Linked DNA regions of Anas platyrhynchos: region 2 is linked to region 1. The links are chromatin contacts, called in public Hi-C maps. All regions are on one chromosome and are shown on one strand. Each heading gives the region's core, a stretch centred on a gene start, on an enhancer-like site or on the middle of the called end of the contact. The rest is flanking DNA. Distances are from core to core; before and after follow the strand shown.

Region 1 (2,700 bases), core at 85-2,584:
CTAAGCAATGTCTATATTACAAAGGGGCAGAATCACAACAGAGCACTAAAACCCAAGTGCTCCATGGACCCAAATGGAGAAAGATCTCATTAAGTACTTCTTACACCTTATACCACTGTCTTAGACACACCTGACCTACATTTTCCCATAAAAATCCCTTTAAGTCACAAGTCTGTCCTCTATGACTGCTATTTCAAATACATAACAAAGGTAGATACACAATGACAACTTCGCCTGCCCTTCAACCACAGCCCCTCTGCTTGCCTGAATACCTGATCTGGATAGGCAGAAGTCAGGCAAATTGATGGATTCGACTTATCAACTAGTAAGTTTGGAAAAGGGCCACAGCCAAAGTTATCTTTTCTGTCCCAGGGAATAACACCACCTGCCCAAATAGCTCAGCAGACCACAGTCAGCCTTTCACGGTTGCTATAAATAGATTTAAATGGGCTGCAGAAAACCTCCCATACCAGAAGCACATTAAAATCACACACAACAGAAATCACTGTTAGGGCTCTCGTATCAACTCAGAGATGGGCTTTTAACTTGAAGGAAGAAGAAAACATTGAGAAGTTAAGGAATTTCCCCCACTCGAAGTCTACAGCTTTTGCATACACTGTGCTATTTCTTTAATCAGCATGGCCTTAGCCTTTTCTTTACATTCCTTCAAGATGCAAGAGGGGCGTCCTCACGAACAAGAATTACTTATGTACTAACATTAAGCAAACGATCAGAAAAGCTCATTGCCACAGGTTCTGCAGCAATGTGGCCGTGCAGCTGCTTTACCTGATGTACCACCATCCTTCCAGGTTCTTTTGGATGACCTCCACGGTGACCCCTTTTTCGAACCCAATCTCATCCTTCCCCTGGCTGGCGTACGGCTGGATGGTGACATATTTCTCTTCTAGTGAAGGGAGAAAAGGCAACATCAGTTAGGGTCAGGATTAGTCCAGCTGTTTTTCTGTTCTGCTTGCTTTTAAACTGTTGTGCAGCGATTACGTGGAGCCATTACAAAAGGCGGAGCCCAGCTCAGGGGCCCACTGATTATTTATGCTGACGACATGATAGATAATCAGCCCCTTGCCACTGCCCTGCTGCTGATAATCACCGAGCATTTCCATGCCAATAATGACACAAAGTCCCCTGAGAGTTTCCCCCCCTCCCCAAGTTCCTCGAGCGGGTAAGAAAGAGGATTTGAAGCTGGACTTAACTCCCATACTGTAACTTGACAGAATCAGCCCGGCTGCCAAATCAGCCGAGCGTCACCGCGGGAGCTCCAGCCAGTTGGCTCTTTTGAACACGCACATGGTTGCACGAAGCATTGTGTTACTGAAACCCGAGCCCTGTATCCTGAGAGGGACCGATGCTCCCCAGCTCCAAGGGGCTGGCCCAGCACGCTCGCTGCTCTCCCCGCAGCTCCAGAGCGGCGTGGGGCTACAGGAACGAGCTTGAAACACCATTAAAAGAAGTGACATGTGAACAAAAGGGGTGTGCATTTAACAGGAGACCATACATCATCTTGCATTCATGGGTTGTGAAGTGTTTGCAAACACGCTTCTGCAAGACCTCACTCCAGAGAAGTACGCAGGTGGCAGTGGGAAAGGAGGGCCAGAACCGAGACACGTACTTCAAAAGCACAGGCTGGATTTCAAGCAGGGGGGTTAAGCCAAAAACTTAGCTGCTGGAGGTGGATGGGGGATGCTATCTCCTTTCCAGGCTGGGCAGAAGTGAGCCAACTTGCTGAGCACAAGCCAATGAACAGAGCAAACACTTTCTCAGCATCTTCCTCTGCCCACCAGGAGTCACTTACTGCAACACCTCCATCATGCTCGGGGTCAACCTTTCCCTCCGTTAGCTTGAAAAATTACAACTGGCATTGAAAACATGAAGTGCCAGCCTCGCTTTGCAGCAGCAGACGTGGAAAAAGTTACCAAACCCTTCTCCTGAACCCAGGCTGCAGTGCATGTAACAGCATGAGTTTCTGTGGCTAGATCAAAGGCAGGGAAGGCAAGCAATAAAGCACACCCCAACCGGCCTTCCTAGCCCTTTCTGCTGGCAGTCACAACAAGGCACGGCCAGGAACAAACAGGGGGCTGTCAGTGCACAGGAACTGGCAGGAAATTAAGCGAATGCAGAGTTCCTGATCGCTGCAGAACAAAGGAGCTATGAAAAGGTTGCAGCAGCTTGAGGCAAGCGCTCGTTTGGAAAGAGCGAAGCAGACCCAGCCATCTGTTTGGTCTTGTGGCTCAAATGCATTTTGTTGCTGGGAGAAACATGGAAACTTAGAAAAGCCTTACTGAGACAGAGTAAGAAATAATACCTCTGAAATGGGGGGAAAAAAACATTGGCAGAGCATCTGGTGGCAGAAAATTCAGCAAAACTGCATCTCATAAGCCAACTTCCTTTGACGGGTCACAGTAGAGCTTTCTAACTCCGATGGAATAAAATCCATCGGAATCTTTGTCCCCAAGAGGAAAATATTCTCTCCTGCTCCCTGTTAATGCAGCCACTTTATTACTGCTAAGGAGTTTCAGCTAGTTTGTAATTAGCACCATCAAGATACCACACCTTCCCCACAGACACGAAACCCAACTTCAAAGTCACAGGACAGTTCTCTGTGCTGTGTTTCTGCTTTGCATGGTAGAGGCAGGCTTATTTTTCCTCTTTTTTTAAAGTGACTTCTGCTAAAAGGAGCTGAGA
Region 2 (2,700 bases), core at 161-2,660, 86 kb after region 1:
AAGTTTAACAGCACTGCCATTAAAAGGCAAATCAAAAAAAAAATCATATTGACCTCAAATACCTGCCTGTTTACTTGCACTAAAACAGCTCAAATCATGCCAACTGGTTTCTTAAGGTGACCAGCATTAAAAACGAAGCACCTCTGGAAAAAAACAACAGAAGGTCATCCTTTTATAGACATTCAAAAGTGCATTGTGCTGAATGTAAAAGCATCAAGGCATGCCAAATACAAAAGTACCATCACACACTAGGAAACAGTGCAAAGTCTGAGTAGATCTTAAATTTTACAGCCCAGTTTAGGTACAAAATTGGAGGTTGTTCAGACCCGCTCCCACAGAAAACAGCGAGTTTCTCCTCGTTCCTTTTATGTAACTCCTGACAATTCTCAGTCCAGACATTAACTTTTAATTCACCTCGTACTTCTCCAAAGAGGGTGTGTGTGGTATTTCCAATATCTTTTTCCGTGTTCTCAGTCCATAAAAGTGAAGAGAAATAATGAATGAATTTAATTATTCCCATCCAGTCTGCTGGCTATAGAAGAAGACCTTTTAATTTGGCTAAAAGAGAAATTACTTGTTCCTTCAAAATGCACACTGCCTCACAGGTACTGCTGGCCTGGAATATGAAGGATCCCTATGTTTACTAGGGTAAATGGCCACTGGCAGCTTATTACTGCTGTAACTGTTCACGCTGTGTCTATGTCTTAGCAGATGTGGGTGGAAGGAAAATGTCATCCCTTCTTGGGAATCACACCCCCTTCTTTTAGGCTGCTGCTCTGGCTTGCTCAGGAGCTCACAAGCTCAGAATATCGACCAGGTTCTGCACAGCTCATGTCCTGCAGTCTGCTTGTGTGCACTGTTTTCTCCCTTTGTGACTTAAAATGCCAGAAGCTGGATAATATGAATTCACTCTCAGGAGGAACGATGCCTCTCCTATCAGTGGCATGCCTTCCATGCCTGGCTGTGAGCTCCTCCACGTGGAGCAGCACCTACAGGCTGGGATGGGGAACGAGAGCAGCCCTGCGGTCCCCAGAGGTCTGCGTGTCCTGAACTGAGGTCTCCGCCGTGGTGTCCAGCCAAGCAAGACCAAAGGCAATGCAGACACACAGCATATCACACCAGGCTGCAACCACAGTGCATAAACACGACTGTAAATGTGAAACACAAAGATCTGTGCTGCTCTCGGCTCCCAGTACTGAGCCAAATTCAGACTATTCATACTATTTTGAATAACCTCTCCTTGCTAAAAAATACTGCAAGGTCAAAAACCAAAATCTGGGCATATCAGCTGTGAGAGGCAGCAGCAGGGATTATGAATCAGAAAGCGAAATCGTGTCCTGCTGCCAATAACCTACTTATTAATGATTTCTTCCCCAGTCATCCTCTGGGACCAAAGCTAATTCCTGGAACAGGGCCTCCCTGCATTGCATCCGCTGGCTCTCCGGCAGCAGCTACCAGCTCATCCTCGGCTCCCAGTGCTGGTACCAGAGCAAACAGCCAAACCCTGCTTGCCCGGCACTGCAGAGGTTTGAAGGGAGCTCCCAGGGCCCCTCTGGTACAATCCTTATCTAGCAAGCAATACCGTGTGCAGCACCAGAAACTCAGCTCTCCATTTAACGCAGCTAGGATAAAATCCTTCAAGCTCCGCCGTGCATCCCATCCATTAGCGGTGCCTGGGGAGCTGTGCTGAGGCCTAGCTCATGATTAGATAAAAGCTTTTCCTTCTAAATCACTGTCCAGAATAAAAACCAAGGGTCTGGAACAGTGAACTCCACATATAGTAGAGGTCAGGCACGTCCCCTCTGCTGGTTATTTATGCGCCTTTGTTCTACACTGAAGAATGCGAGGTTTTGTGGTAGGGAATATATTTCATTTCTTTGTAGTGATAATGACACCAAGCCTCTTCACCCAGTAAACATGAAGAAAAGGGAAAATGCTCTGGTTTTACCCAAGAAACACCTTTACAATAGATCTGTGAAAATATTAGTTCAGAGCCCTGCGTGTACCAAAACAAACCTGGGATGGTGATGGAGAAGGAATGTCGGTGAGTTTTGGCTACCTCTTCGTCCCCAGCATCTGAAGGCCAACTCATGCCGAGCAGGTTCCAGGATCTCTCTAACCAGTGGAGGAACTGTTCAAATTGCAAACATTACTTCGCCCCTGACCCCTCTGTTGCCTGCCCCTTCTTTGAAGGGTCTTCAAAGTACATTGAGGAAGCCAAGCAAGCAGCTGAAATCCTGGGGCACACAAGAGGAGGCTGCATGCACAGAGGGGACCCCATGTGCCGGCCCTGGGGCTGTGGCTCAAGGCCATCCCTGAAGAAAATCTGGGAAGACTTGAAAGCTAACAGAAAAAAATGGTAAGAAAGCTGAAAATACGTCTCCAGGAGCAGTTTTGCTCAATGCTTAAAGTCAGGAACATCTCAGCAGCAAAAACACAGTTCAGGCTGGGAACCACTGGGATCAGACCATGCTGTGAACACTTCTGAGCATCTCAATGCTGCCAGGGCCATATGGCCATGGCCACGTTACCTTCACAGCTGAGCACCCAGAAATGTGGGTGAATCTCACTCCTCAGGCACCAGAAGAGCAGGGATGAGCTGCCGTGGCATTTCACAACGGCCAGCGGAGCAAAAACAAGTACCTGGCCCAAAGTCACAGAGGAAGAGCAGAGACCGGGGTTTTGTTTCTCGGTCTCTCA

Evidence for each region. A called contact is a pair of places that touch in the nucleus more often than the background predicts.
Region 2: a contact with region 1 is called in a Hi-C map of subcutaneous adipose tissue, with 3 times the contacts expected there. The contact joins two enhancer-like sites. A contact is called at or near these places in 5 of 8 Hi-C or Micro-C datasets (F1 follicle, liver, skeletal muscle and 1 more).

What each region holds. Positions count from the first base shown.
Region 1 is chr6:28,718,262-28,720,961 of IASCAAS_PekinDuck_T2T, forward strand. SH3PXD2A (SH3 and PX domains 2A) reads right to left here. Exons shown (of 15, transcript XM_072039762.1): 11 at 787-904. Among named protein-coding and RNA genes, the nearest start is that of NEURL1, 170 kb to the left of the region's middle. Within about 2 kb of position 1,335, at least 1 of the 8 cell types and tissues checked has an H3K27ac peak or open chromatin away from gene starts, as enhancers often do. A contact at or near this core is called in subcutaneous adipose tissue, where this site is marked.
Region 2 is chr6:28,803,926-28,806,625 of IASCAAS_PekinDuck_T2T, forward strand. The region is part of intron 5 of SH3PXD2A (SH3 and PX domains 2A); the gene reads right to left. Among named protein-coding and RNA genes, the nearest start is that of SH3PXD2A, 130 kb to the right of the region's middle. Within about 2 kb of position 1,411, at least 1 of the 8 cell types and tissues checked has an H3K27ac peak or open chromatin away from gene starts, as enhancers often do. A contact at or near this core is called in subcutaneous adipose tissue, where this site is marked.